Regions from separate parts of the Oryctolagus cuniculus genome. Here region 2 is linked to region 1. A link is a contact called in public Micro-C data. All regions are on one chromosome and are shown on one strand. The core of a region is the stretch at or near the end of the contact, and the rest is flanking DNA. Distances in the headings are between cores, read along the strand shown.

Evidence for each region. A called contact is a pair of places that touch in the nucleus more often than the background predicts.
Region 2: a Micro-C map of ear pinna shows a contact between it and region 1, with 2.4 times the contacts expected there. The contact joins the enhancer-like site here to the promoter of SRP14 in region 1. A contact is called at or near these places in 4 of 6 Hi-C or Micro-C datasets (ear pinna, embryonic fibroblasts, skin fibroblasts and 1 more).

Annotation. Positions count from the first base shown.
Region 1 is chr12:63,182,753-63,190,173 of mOryCun1.1, reverse strand. SRP14 (signal recognition particle 14) reads left to right here and starts at 6,082. Exons shown (of 5, transcript XM_002717984.4): 1 at 6,082-6,217; 2 at 6,363-6,435; 3 at 6,915-7,027. The coding sequence starts at 6,194.
Region 2 is chr12:63,240,320-63,247,176 of mOryCun1.1, reverse strand. BMF (Bcl2 modifying factor) reads left to right here. Exons shown (of 5, transcript XM_008269213.4): 3 at 1,564-1,860; 4 at 3,319-3,479. The coding sequence starts at 1,569. Among named protein-coding and RNA genes, the nearest start is that of BMF, 4.6 kb to the left of the region's middle. Within about 2 kb of position 2,571, at least 6 of the 8 cell types and tissues checked have an H3K27ac peak or open chromatin away from gene starts, as enhancers often do. A contact at or near this core is called in ear pinna, where this site is marked.

The DNA.
Region 1 (7,421 bases), core at 4,833-7,332:
CAGAGAGGGAGAGAGGTCTTCCATCCGCTGGTTCACTCCCCAATTGGCCGCAACGGCCGGAGCTGCACTGATCCGAAGCCAGGAGCATCTTCTGGGTTTCCCACGTGGGTGCAGGGGCCCAAGGACTTGGGCCATCTTCTACTGCTTTCCCAGGCCATAGTAGAGAGCTGGATTGGAAGAGGAGCAGCCGGGACTAGAACCAGCACCCATATGGGATGCCGGCATTTCAGGCCAAGGCTTTAACCAGCTGTGCCACAGTGTGGGCCCTGTTAGGGAAACTGGTGCAGTTTTATCTATGGTACAATCTACACCCTGATTTACATCCTGTGCCCTGGCTCCCACTGCCATTGTTGAAAGCCAGGTGGCCACATGGCCCAACCACCAGTATCAAGGGACTCGCTATTCCTACTTCCCTGCCCGCCCTCAGGCAAAGTTCTAAAAGGACCTGTCCTGAGTAAGTGGCTCTCATGGCTCCTATGGTCTCCTCTCTGCTCTCTCTTCTCTCCTCGCTAGCTCCTCTCCTCTGTCTTTCTTACACTCTCCTTCTCTCCCTTTTCACTTCTTCGCCCCTTCCCTCCAGCCTGCTGGTTTTTCCCAATGAACCCTTTCCCTTACTCCCGTGTCTGGTGTGTTTTGTGACGGTCTAACAGGCCCCTCCCCCCTTTTGTTTCTTATAAAGTAGGCGTTGTGTGGGATTATGTCAGCCCAAAAGTCCAGGATGGGCGAAGGGGCAGTGGTCTATCTTCTATAGCCACTTTCTGCTGACCTGGACCATGAGTTTCAAGCTCCCTGAGTGGGGAGCTGCGTATATCCCTGTAGCAGCATTTGGATGACCTGGTCCTGTTAAACCTTTGGTTGGGGGGGGTAGGGAAGTAGGAGCACCGAATCCTATTAGGGTGGGGGTGGAGCTGACACAAGTGGTTGGGCCATAAGGTCACCTGGCTTCAGCAATGGGGGGGAGGGGCTACAGCCTAGATCACACCGTGGATAAGACTGCGTCATTTTACTAACAGGTATAACAGTGCCCAGGTTAGCTCAGGCCGTCCTCTCGGTTACAGTGGGGCGGGCACTTTGTGACATCCGCATTCTATGGATGAGCACCGAAGGGCTTAAGTATATTTGAAGAAGTAAAGAAATGAGTGGAAACAAAGAAGAGTAAGAGGCAAACGGAAAAAGAAAAAAGCAATCAGGGGCAGGTGTTTGGCCTACTGATTAAGAGACCAGTTAGGAGCACCTGTGTACCTGGGTTCAGTTCCTGGCTCTGGCTCCTGATTTCAGCTTCCTGTTCCTGCAGGAAGGCACACCTGGTAGACGGTGGTGATGGCTCAAGGAATTGGATCTCAGCCAGTCATGTGGGGAACCTGGGTTGAGTTCCAGGCTCCAGGCTTCGTCCTAGCCTGGCCTCATCTGTTATAGGCATTTGGGGAATGAACCAGCAGGTTGGAGCTCTCTGTCACTCTGTCTCTGCCTTTCAAAATAAAAAGTTTCGTCTATCTATCTATCTATATATATATCATGAAAACAAAGCAAAGGGGACCAGTGTTTTGGCACAGTGGGTTAAGCCACTGCCCCCAGTGGTGCCAGCATCCCATTTGGAGTCCCAGCTGCTCTGACTCCCTGCTAATGTGCCTGGGAAAGCAGCAGAAGATGGCCCAAGTCCTCGGGTCCCTGTCACCCATGTGGGAGACCAGGATGAGCCCTGCTTCCTGACTTTAGCCTGACCCAGACCTGACTGTTGCAACCATCTGGGGAGTGAACCAGAGGATGGAAGACCTCTCTTTATCCCTCTGCCAATCTGCCCTTTAAATAACTGAGTAAAGACTGGGAAACAAAACAAGGCTAGTGTATACTTCCAGTGGAGAACTGTACGTGCTTCAGGACATACCCTTCTGGGTTACCTGATGCCAGCCCCATTGCCTTTGAGCCATTTTGCAGCTTTGTGCATGGCAGAGACCCTAACAATAGTGCACACAACTTGTCTGTGCATACAGTGACTGTTCAGAGGAGGGACAACCCTTGGGCCCCTCTGAGGAAAATCCAACCTTGTCTTACAAATTAATTTCAGAATTCTTGATCTTTGTGTCTGCTCTGTGGGTTTTCCATTGAATAAGTTGTAACGTATACCTGATTTATTAAAGATTTATTTATTTATTTGAAAAGCAGAGTTACAGAGAGGCAGAGGCACAGAGGGAGAGAGAGGTCTTCCATCCATTGGTTCACTCCCCAAATGGCTGCAACTGCTGGAGCTGGGCCAATCTGAAGCCAGAAACCAGGAGCTTCTTCTGGGCCTTCCATGCTGGTGCAGGGGCCCTAGCACTTGGGCAATCTTCTACTGCTTTCCTAGGCTATAGGGGAGAGCGGGATCGGAAGTGGAGCAGTTAGGTCTTGAACTGGCGCCCATATGGCACCCACTACGCCACAGCACTGGCCCCAATGAGTGCACCTTTAAAATATTTTGGGGCAAACATTGTGGTGCAGTGTGTTAAGCTGCCACCTGCAAAGCCAGCATCCCATGTGGGTACCTATTTAGGTCCCAACTGCTCCAGTTAGATCCAGCTGCTGGCTGATGTGCCTGGGAAAGCAGTGGAGGATGGTCCAAGTGCTCAGGTGCCTGCACTCATGTGGGAGGCCTGGCTGAAGCTTCTGCCTCCTGGCTTTGGCCTGGCCCAGCCCTGGCCATTGTGGACATTTAGAGAGTAAACCAGTTCATGGGAGATACCTCTCTTGTCTCTTCCTCTCTAACTCAAATAAGTAAACAAACAAACAAATAAATAAATGAATATTTTAGCAGGAATCTTGTGATTTGTCTCCAGTCTCTTAGACAAGGAAAGGTAGAGTTAGAATTCAGATTCAGGCAGCTAGGAACTAGTGACTATTTGTAACCATCATACTTTCCAGGCCCTGCAAAATGTAATTGTATTAGAATAACTACAGCTATAAATTAAAATATTCTAACGTTAACAAGACCTTTGACCCGGATTTTTTTTTTTTTTTGACAGATAGAGTTAGACAGAGAGAGAGAGAGAGAGAGAGAGAGACAAAGGTCTTCCTTCTGTTGGTTCACCCCCAAAATGGCTGCCACAGCCGGAGCTACGCTGATCCGAAGCCAGGAGCCAGGTGCTTCCTCCTGGTCTCCCACACAGGTGCAGGGGCCCAAGCACCCAGGCCATCCTCCACTGCCCTCCCGGGCCACAGCAGAGAGTTGGACTGGAAGAGGAGCAACCGGGACTAGAACCGGTGCCCATATGGGATGCCAGCGCCGCAGGCGGAGGATCAACCAAGTGAGCCACGGTGCCGGCTGACATAACTGACATAACTCTTGACTCTATTTCAACCCAATAAATTAAATTGTACTCCAAGGAAAGGATGTACGTGACCCCTGCATTTTGGGAGAGAGGACTGTAATTGGTAGAAGCAGGAAGTCACCCGGCCCCTTAGATTCCCTGGGTGTTTTTCTTTCCCTGTCCTTGCCCATGGCGTGGACAGTCTGGCATAAGTAGATGCCAGTTTTTTTTTTGCTAAGGGGCTCTGTTTTACCCGTGGTGCTAACAAGGCATTTGTTGAAGGCTGCATGAGTGTGGAAGGGGATTTAGGAACTATTTTCACTCCACAGTTCTCCCAGGGCGAGGAAGAAGTGGGGTGTCATCTGGCCTGCTCCCTGCCTCACACACACACTGCTCTGCTCCAAGGGCCACAGCCACTGACCTCTGTTTATACATGAGTTACAGTTCGATCATATTTGACCCTAACTGCTCATAACTGTAAGCTAGAATTTTTGGTCAAAATTTAACTATGCTTTCTTGGTGGGGCCAGCATTGTGGCGTAGCAGGTAAAGCTGCCACGTGCAGTGCCGGCATCCCATATGGGCACTGGTTAGAATCCCGGCTGCTCTACTTCCAGTCCAGTTCTCTGCTGTGGCCTGGGAAAGCAGTAGAAGATGGCCCAAGTCCTTTGGCCCCTGCACCCACGTGGAAGACCTGGAAGAAGCTCCTTGCTCCTGGCTTCGGATCGGTGCAGCTCCAGCCATTGAGGCCAATTGGGGTTTGAACCAGCGGATGGAAGATCTCTCTCTCTCTCTGCCTCTCCTTCTCTCTGTGTAACTCAAACTTTCAAATAAATATGCCTTCTTGGCATAAACTCTCAATTTCATTGTACACTTAGCTACTTTTGTAGGTGGTTTCAATATATAATACCATTTGTCTCATTGGGGAAATCATTCTAGGATATAAGAGGATATTTCAAAAGGTCATGGAAAATGGAACTAAAAGCTACTTTTTTTGATGCAAAATATTTTGAAAGTCATGCATATGAGGTTTTCAAAAAGTTCATGGAGGTGTGTATTATGAAATAGCTATGCATGGATTTAAAAATTTCTTGCATCAAAAACTCTTAATTCCATTTTACCGCAAACATTTTTTTTTTTTTTACATTTTTATTTATTTGAAAGGCAGAGTGACAGAGGGAGAGATGGAGAGAGAGGTTGATCTTCCATCTGCTGGTTTACTTCCCAAATGCTTTCAACAGCAGCTGCTGGGCCAGGAACTCCATCCAGGTCTCCCATATGGGATCCTCATTTCCTGGCTTGTCTCTACACCAAAGATAGGGAGATGTTTTAAAAACAAACCAGTTCATCACTGTCCTGTGTAAAACTACTTTTACAGGGGCTGGTGCTGTGGCAGAGTAGGTTAAGCCACCACCTGCAATGCTGGCTTCCCATTTGAGTCCTGCTGCTCTACTTCCGACCCAGCACCCTGCTAATGCACCTGGGAAAGCAGTGGAAGATGGCCCAAGTGCTTGGACCCCAGCACCAGCGTGCGAGACTTGGAGGAAGATCCTGGCTCCTGGCTTTGGATCAGCCCAGCTCTGGCAGTTGCATTCACTCCCACTTGGGGAGTGAACCAGTGGATGGAAGACTTTCTCTCTGTCTCTCCCTTTCTCTGTAACTCTGCCTCTAAAGTAAATAAATCTTAAAAAAAAAAAAAAAGGAATAGTCTAAAAAAACCTACCTTTACAAGAATCCTCTATCTGGAACAAAATCCAAATTTACCATGGCCACAGGCCCCACAAGACCTGCCCCCAGGCTGGCTGCCTTTTCATGCCCCCCGACCCCTAGTTTCCACAGGCCCTCTCCATCCCATCCTCACCCCGCAGCCTTGCTCATACAGGGCGACGAGTTTCCCCTTTGGTCTTCGCTCTAGCCGTTCTCTCTGTCTAAAATACCATGTCCCCAGATCTTTGGATGGCTGTCCCCGTGGCTTTCAACAAAAAGTTATCCTCTTCAGAGAGAACTCTTCTGGCTGCAACAAAACGTCGGTCCCTTGGTGCTCCCATTTGTATCACCTTACATAGTTGTCCTCACAGCATTCCTCATCATCTGAAGCTGTAACACTTGTTTTCTTGTTAATTGTTTATTTTCTCCCTACCCTTTTAACCTAGGTTCCAGGAACTTAGCTTGTCTTGTATCCTGCTGTATCCCCAACTCCAACAGTGCCTGGCACAGGGGATGAGGCACACAGCCAACCCGTTGTGCATTGAACGAACGCCTGACTTTGAAAAGGCCCAGCGTTTAAGTTGGTTACTACCAAAGCAGGGCCTAGAACCCAGATCTCTACTGAATGCAGAGGAACTAAGACTGGGCTCCAGTCCTTGCTACCAGTCAGTTATTAGGGGCACCCAGCCCTCCTGGTCAGAGAAGAATTCAAAGAGCCTCCATGAGAACTTATTACAATGATAATGCAAACAATAACATTATATAACATAACGGTGGGCAAGTGCTTACGGTGCACTTGCCATGTACCAGTGTTCTGCGTGTTTAATGTGGGCTCATTTACTGTTCACCATCACGTCGTGAAGTAGCTGTACTATTATGCTTTCTTTAAGATAAGGAAACTGAGGCACTGGACTGCTAGGTATCTCGTCTAACAGAGACTGAATATACACAACTCTACGTTCTTTCAAATCTTTCTTTTGTGAGGTGACTCAGCCTAACAGCTCCCCAAGCGCTTCCCTCCCAGGGACGGCCGAGGGCGTCCCAGAGCTCAGACGCTAGGTGGACAGGGCGAAAGAGGGCGGAGGCAAGGATTGGTGGAAAGGAATGGAAGACTAATAGCGGAAGTCCCGCCCAGGCTAGGCGGAACTTCCGGGTGCAACGGGGCGGGGCGTGTGAGGACGGAGAGGAACCGGCAGCCCCGGGATGGTGCTGCTGGAGAGCGAGCAGGTATAGCCGCACCCGACCGGCCCGGGATGGATGTGGTTAGGGGCTCTGCCCGGGGCCTCTGTCTCCTTTTGCGGGGGGGATGGGGACTTGATGGCGGCGGGGAAGCTTTGGGGCTGCTCACGAGGCCGGGCTTGTTGTGTTCCAGTTCCTGACGGAGCTGACCAGACTCTTCCAGAAATGCCGGTTGTCGGGCAGCGTCTTTATCACCTTGAAGAAATGTAAGCAGCCGTGGTCGCGGCAGGGCCGAGAGGAAGCTGGGGAGGGCGCCGTGGAAGCCGAGCAGCTCCCGGCCCAGGAGACAGACGTCTGGGCGCCGGCGGAGTCGGCTGGGGATCCCCGCCTTGCCGTTTCTCCACCCTGTGCTGGGCACATTCAGGGCTCAGGGCCCCGAGAATATTAGGGTTCGTGGCTCGCGCGGCCCCTAGCATTTCGCACCTAGCTCGGTCCGGTTACAGTGGGTCCCATGCACGTCAGGGCTCATCATTTTTTCGGGGATCCCGGGGCCCCAGTTTTGAGTGAGGTCCGTAGTGGAAGTAGCGGTGGTCTCTGCAAGGTTTGGCGGATGCTGTGGCTAACAGAGCTGGAGCGGGGGTGGGGATTAGGGCGCCTCTTCGGACCCTCCCTCTGTGGGTTGACTTCTGGTCTACCTGTCAGCAGTGTATGTGGCTCTGTTCACAGCCCGCCGCTTTTCTTGCAGATGATGGTCGAACGAAACCCATTCCAAGGAAAGGTTCTGTGGAGGGCTTTGAGCCCTCAGACAACAAATGTCTGTTAAGAGCTACTGATGGGAAAAAGAAGATCAGCACCGTGGTGAGCTGGATTCCCAACACGACTTTTGGGAAAGAGGAACTCAGCTGAGGATGGGACATGTCGGAATTGGGCATTTATTTACTGACTTTATTAAATAAAGGCTGGTGGATAGCTCTCAGCCTATTTTCGGATCAGGACCTTCCTTTACTACTTCAGTTCTAGAAACTGTAACAATAAAAGGAAAATGAACAAGGCAGAGGTCAAAAACTTGTTCTGCTAAAATTTATGAGGCACTGGCAGTAGCCTTACTCCTAACTGTACTGTAAGGGTTAGTTGGTGCAATTCCTCTTCCCCTCACTGTGCTGAACAGTCAGTAAAATTTCTTGGTGCTAGATGATTCGTTTATTTTTAAGGTGATTATTCCCTTGTCTCTGTGGTTCTCATAGCAAGCGTG
Region 2 (6,857 bases), core at 1,322-3,821, 61 kb before region 1:
AGGAAAAACCCAGACAATGACTCCTGCTTGTGATTGGCTCTGGAAGGCGCCTTCTTAGGTTGGGATGGCCAGCCTGCCGAGAGGAGGTTGAAAGGCAGGAGGGGGCGTCCCTGCCAGGTGACAACACTTGGTCCTCTTTCAGTCCCTGTTGCTGATAAGTCAGAGCCCCCACCCCTACCCCCACCAGCCCTGTCCCAAGAATGCCATGTGTCTGTTTTGCCACCCTAGCAGGCATCTCCTCACTCCAGGGAAGAGGGCAGAGACAGGACCAGAGACGGCTCAGGCACCGCATTGGGGGGTGAGGGCAGAAATGAGCATCTCAGAGAGACCTGGTATTTAGGAAAGGCAGGATTTCTGAATTTAACAGAGATTCCTTTAAGTCCTTCCCCAACCCACAGACCAGTTGGCTTGCTCTTCAAAGGCAGACTGGGCGACAGAACGCCATGGGATCTCTAACTGAGTCTCAGGGAAGGAACTTTGTCTTTCTGTTTCCTTAAGCTTCTAGGTGCTAGTTGCTTCGCGCTGTCCCAGGGGTCCCAAGGGGTTCCTGGTGTGTGTTTAGGGGGCTGGACTGGAAGCAAGATGCTGGGTGGCCTCTTGGCTAAGGCACGCTAGAGCCATCAGGTGGAGCAAGAGGAACTTCTTTATCACCAAGACACTCACAACAACAGCCTCAATAGTACAGGCAGCAAGTGAGGTCACAGCCAGAGGGCTGAATTTCACTTCCTTCTGTGAGGCAGGTCGCACCGCCCTCAGGTTCAGCGCTGGCAGGCATGGGAGGCTGTGGGGCCGAGGAGTTGACGTCCCAGGGACTAGTGAGTAGACTGCGCTGGGGCCGGCTGACACTTTGCCAGGGGCCGGCCCCGCCTGGCAGGCAACCTGTGCTGAGCAGACAGCTCTGCTGTGCGGGAGGAGAGCGGAGCAGAGGGGCAGCTGCAATGACTAACTTGGGGCTTTATCCCTTCTCCCAGGACACACTCTCACCACACCGCAGAGCCTGTTTGTTGTGTTGTGCAAGCAGGGGGTGGAGACTAGAGGAGATGGGCAGCAGGGCGGGGCTTAGCAGGTTTGGAGGGAACCTGGCTGCCCCGGGATGGCTGGCTTTTGTTTTTGCTGCTGAGCCGGGAGCTCAGCTCAGACTCAGGCTGAGAATTTGGAGAGTGCCCCTTAGGGGATACGCGTGTGTTGTGAGGTTGTGTGTACGGCCAGTCCCAGTCCCCCGAGCCCACCCACAGCCGTCCTGTTTACATTTTCCCAGGTGCCAGCATGATTGTATAGCTGATGCGACTACCCCTCAGCCTGAGTCACGAGAGGTTGGGGAGAGGTGGCCTGGGCTGTCCTCCACAGAGGTGTGGATGGGCTCAGCACACAGGCAGGTCACATTTTGGGGGTGGGTCCCCCCCTCCCCGCAGTGCTTTGGAAGGGGAGTAGTATGTCCACCGTACCTGGCCCCGTGCAAATGAATGAGAAGGGGAAGTAGTGAAGCAAGCCAAGAAGGAGGGGAGTCCTTGCAGGTATGGCTCGGCACGGGCAGCCGCCCAGATGCCTGCGTTGCCCTCACAGGGGACATGGAGCCACCTCAGTGTGTGGAGGAGCTGGAGGATGACGTGTTCCAGCCAGAGGACGGGGAGCCGGGGACCCAGCCCCAAAGCTTGCTCTCTGCTGACCCGTTTGCCCAGAGCCAGCTGGACTGCCCCCTGGGGCGGCTGCACCTCTTCCCTCTCACCCACTGCTGTGGTCCTGGGCTGCGACCCACCAGCCAGGAAGACAAGGCCACCCAGACCCTCAGCCCCGCCTCCCCGAGCCAAGGGGTCATGCTGCCTTGTGGGGTGACCGAGGAACCCCAGCGACTCTTTTATGGTAAGTGCTCTTAGCCTCAGGACTCCTCCTATAGAGGTTGGGGGAAAAGAGGGGACTTTCCCTGCCCAAGCCTGCCTTTGTGATTTCCTTCCCCTAAGTCCCACTGAGCAGCAGGGGCTGCTGAGTGCTGCTGGATGCTAAAGTCCCTGCCTTTTGCTACCCGCACCTGGACAAATGGCCCTGTCCTTTCTGTCCCTTCCTGGAAGGATCCCTTGGATCCAGGTGTCTCTTTTTACATCCTGCACCACTCCCCACCCCCACCCCCACCCCCACCTTTTTGTGTCCTGGTAGGGATTTACTTTGTCCCAAAGAAATCTGTGGGATCCATGACTCGCTGTTGACACTGAAGGGGAAAACCCAGCTGGTTCCAGGAGGGAAGGTTCCTGAAGGCAGAAAGTGGCCCCAGTGGTCACTTGGGACTTTCTGTGCCTGGAAGGGGAACTGGAGAAAGAGGTTGGGCCTGCCTGGGCTCCGTGCCAGCAGAGGGGCTGTGTCCAAGGCAAAGTCAGACAAGACCCCTTCATTTGTGGGCTCGAATGATTTGTTTTAGGGAGAAATATGCCCTCCTCCGGCAAAAGAGCAGCCTGTTCTTAGCACAGCAGCTTACGCGGGAGGGTGGAGGTTTGGGGGTTATCTCGCTGTGTCTGACGGGCCAGGCTGCGGAGACGCTGCAGTTATTCCCAGAGGGAACTGCCCCGTAGGGCGATTCTTGCCAAGCAGTTCTGGCGGCACTCAGAAGCTGGATGACGCCGGCCGGCGGGCGGGCGCGGAGGAGGGCGAGGCGGGGGAGGCGGCCGGCTGGCGCCCCTAGCGGTGGTACTAAGGCCAGCATGCGGTAAGGGTGCAGCTCCGGCCTCGCGGTCTCCGCCCCCCCCCCCCCCCCCCCCCCCGCCACCTCCGAGGCCGCTTCCAGAGAGAAACTTGGATCTGTTTGGGTCTCAGGAGTTTGTGCCACTGCCCACAGGGTCAGAAGCCTCCTCTACAGCTCTCCTCTACTGCGTTGAAAAAGTGAAGACATTTTTCACAGTTCTCTCTGTCCCTGGCTGTGCTCAGCCCGGGAAACTCTGGAGAGCTGCCTGCAGTGCTGTTCCAGGGAAGAGCTTCAACCTGCTACTCTGAGAATAATAAATTGTGGTCAAGTGTAGGTTGATAAATACGGACAGAAGGTTTACATGTTCACCCAGTCTGCCCTTTGCCACTGCCCTGACGGTGAATGGGGAGCCCATTGGACGGCTGTGACTGCTCCCTTCTGTTCCCCCAGCATCAGCTTCTATGCACTTGGGCAGCAGGCAAGCAGGCTGTCCGAGCTTGGCAGAGCTCCCTGGTGGAGGCAAACTGGCTCCTCTCCCTTCCCATACTGGGGTTTACCCTCAGCCCCAAGGCTTGGCCAGGAGAGGCAGGCGTGGAGGGCGGGGCAGGCGAGAAGACCGCTTAGAGCTGGGTCCTTTTTCTTTGCAGGCAATGCTGGCTACCGGCTCCCTCTCCCTGCCAGTTTCCCTGCAAACTTCGCGCTGGGGGAGCAGCCCCCTGAAGGGCAGTGGCAGCATCGAGCAGAGGTCCAGATTGCTCGGAAGCTTCAGTGCATTGCTGACCAGTTCCACCGGCTTCATTTACAGCAAGTAGGCACAGGGCTCTAGGGGGCGGGTAGGGCGCGAGGGGCCTAGGAGCCAGCGCCTGTCTCTGTCCTCCTATCGGCAGCTCTGGCTCTGCTGGGCCTCAAGGGCATGGTGGCAGAGTGTTAGCCTCGGCTGTCATCATCCCCACGGACAGTTTAGGCTGATCAGATGAGCACTGCTGCCCTCATCTCTCTCTGGTCTCCAAGTTGGTTGCCTGCCCATTCCCTCCCTGGGAAGGCGATGGCTCTCTCCTGAAGGCCAGCGCTGGGGGACTGTGTCTCGCAGACCTAAGGAGAGGTTTGCCAGGTGCTGTTGGGGGTGCAAGGGGATGGGGTGAGCCGGCCAGGGGATGGGGCCTGAGCGGGGGAAGGTGGCGGAACCGGTTGAAACCTGACACTTCCCAGCTGGGGAGGCCGCTCCTCACTCACTGTCTGTCTGGGATCCTGGGGCTGGGGCCTCAGGAGAGTGCACCTCCGATAGAGTCTCCCCAGAGCCGCGGCCGGCCGCTTGGCCGGGCGCTCTGCCGCCGCCGGCTGCTTGGCCGGCAGCCTGGCACCAGCCCCGCCAGGGCGGAGCATCGCGTGTCAGCCGAGCATGTGGCAGGGTCGGTCAACAAAGGCGGCGGCTGGCAGGCTCGTGCTGGAGGAGCCCTCCGTGCCACAGCCTGGAGGCTGCCCTGGGCCGCTGCTGCAGCACTGTCTGGGTCCGGCCCCCAGGCACTTAACCCTTTCCTTCCCGGCTGGCTCTCCGTAGGCTACCCTGCAGGGATCAGAGCCTGAGGGTGGATCCCTGCTGGTACAAGCACTGCAGAGGCAGGACCACTCCACCTGGACACGAAGGCACTCCCCATCCCTGGGACAGTGTTCCTGGCCAGTGGGCACTCTGTGTGTGTGTGTGTGTGTCTGGAAATCAAGAGTATAAATAACTCACCATCACCAGGCAGACCCTGAGGTTGCATGGGGGATTTTAGGTGACAGGGGAGTAACAAGTTTGATTTAGGAGCCAAACCATTGCTAGCACCAGGAGGGGGAGAAGAGGCATTGGCCTTGGATTTTCTGAGAGCAAGCCCAGGGGGTTGTGTGGTTCTGCTCGCTGCCGAGCAGCACTGAGGGAAACCTGGGGCTAGCCCTCACTGCGCCCGCCTGGTGGGCCGGCTGGTCCCTCAGTGATCAGGAAGGGAGGGTGGCCCTACACTTACATTATAAGGCAGCCTGGCCGCCTCTTCTGGCCCAAGCTGCAGTCCCTCTTCCCTCCTTTGATTGTTTTGTGGAAACTTGGCTTCGAGTTTCCCCTTCAGCCCTTGTGTGTGGACTCACTCTGATTCTTGGTTTCAGTCTCTTGGCCTCTTTCCTGCCCATTCACTCCACCCTGGTTGTGCAGGCCTGCAGCTGCGTGCGCCTGAGCCCAGCTCCCGGCTTGCAGTCCTGGGACCCACAGTGGCTGTGAGTCTCCTGGGCTCAACGGCAGGACTGTGCATGCAGCTTTCCCCCGCATAGTCTCCCGCTCTCCCTCCGCAGCTGTTTCCTGGAGCGTTCCCCTCCCTAGTCCTTGGTGAGCCCCTGGGGGCTTAGGAGCAGGTGGGAGGCCTCCCTTGGCCTGCCGTGTCCTGGTGTGGGACTGGAACACAGTCCCGGGAGGAGGAGACCCCTGTCCTGCACTTCTCTGCTTGGCGTTATTTCTCCCCATCAGGTCAGTTCCTGACAGGCACCGTCCTCTCTGCCAGAGCCACCCCAGCTCTGCCCTGCACCTCACCCATGCCGGCTCTTGCGTTCCTGGTGCCAGCTCCCTGCGGCTGCCTTGCAGCGGCAGGAGGTCGGCCAGTAAGGCCTTCCTGGCCCAAGGAGCTGGTTTTCCAAAATTTTCTCTGACAAAGAACCAGACTTTTTGTCTACTCCCTGGAGAATTCTCTAGAAAAGACTCTAGCTGTTAACCCACTCCTGCCCCCTAATTCTGCTCACGCATCTTGCGGACAGAGCTAGGGTGAAGGCCGCAGGCAGATGGAGCTACTGGCACGCCTGGGGCCTTTCGGCAGCTGGTTTTTAAGAAGTGAGTTGCTTTCTGAACTTGACCCTTACATGAACTATGGTCTAAAGTTTCGTATCTAGAAAGTGCCGTTGTCATTCCTGCATTTTTACGCTGTGTCTTTTCCTGTTCCCTTCCATCATCATTGTGGGCAGAGAAACTGAGGCACTGGGGAGGAAGCAGATGGGGTTAAGCCCCGAGGCTTCACTTCCAAGTTGGAAGGCCCATGGTTGAGGACCGGAAGTCGGTTGGCCTCCCTGAGCCTGTTTCTTGTTCTGTAAATGAGAGCTAACATCTCAGAGTCTTAGCAGGGACCTTGAAGGGTGCAAACACCCATGAGAGGTGCGGGCACACAGTGGACATTCTTCCACGCTGTCCCCTCCCACGTATTACTGTCCTAGGCATTGCCCACGTCTGCTCCTATGGATTCACAGTCACTTCCTGCCCTGCCTGTTGGTCTGATCCCTGGGCAGAGCTGTCCCTGAACTCCACCTCCTCCCCGCCCTCGCCCCGGCCAGAGGACTCCTCAGTCATGGACCCTGGCCTTGCCCATTTCTCCTCAAGGAGCGACAGTCATTGTGGGCTGCAGGGAGGGAGCTGAGAGAGGCAACCCAGGAGGCAGGAGGAGGTCAAGCAGGCCTGGCCGCCTTCTCTCCCCCAAGACCTGGAATGGTGTCCTGGGCCAGAACAGTGGTCTTTGGGCCGTGGCCCACCAGGGGGTGGGAACTCGCCACTTTGTCCCTGGTCAGGGATCTCCATCGCCTTTTCTCTGCACCTGGAGAAAGCTTCTCCATTGAAAATGTAGTACAGAGAGAGGGGGCATGATAATGGGAGAGATGGCAGAGGGCAGCAACTGACCCCTGGGGCAATGGCTTCCAAGAGTTCCCCTTGGTGTTGGCTTCTGTGGGTCAGGTACCTCTTTGCATATATTCCGAGGAGCCCAGAGGCTGGAGGGTCCGGCCAGCCTGGTTGCCCAGGTGATCCATACAGGCTGGCTCCACAGACCCACAGGCAAGAAGCTGAGGCAGAAGATGAGTCGGTGTGGTTGCCGGCTGTTGGTCTTGGGGTCACCAGGACAACAAGAGAAGTGGAGGCAGGGAGAGTGGGGTGGCAGCCTTTCCAAACCCCGCCACCTGGCCCACCTTCCTCTGACTGGGTCAGGAGTGGAGGTTTCCCCTCGTGGCACCACGGTGAGCCGACCTGCTGCAGCAGGAGCCCCAGTGGCCCGCCGACTGTGACTTGGGCTCTGTGAGGGGGGTGTTTCCGTGTCCCTCCAGCTTCTGCCTGGGATATGGAGGTGCAGATCTGCTTCCTAACGGAGCTCATGGCTGCTGGCCAGAGGGTCTGAGACCCAGCTTC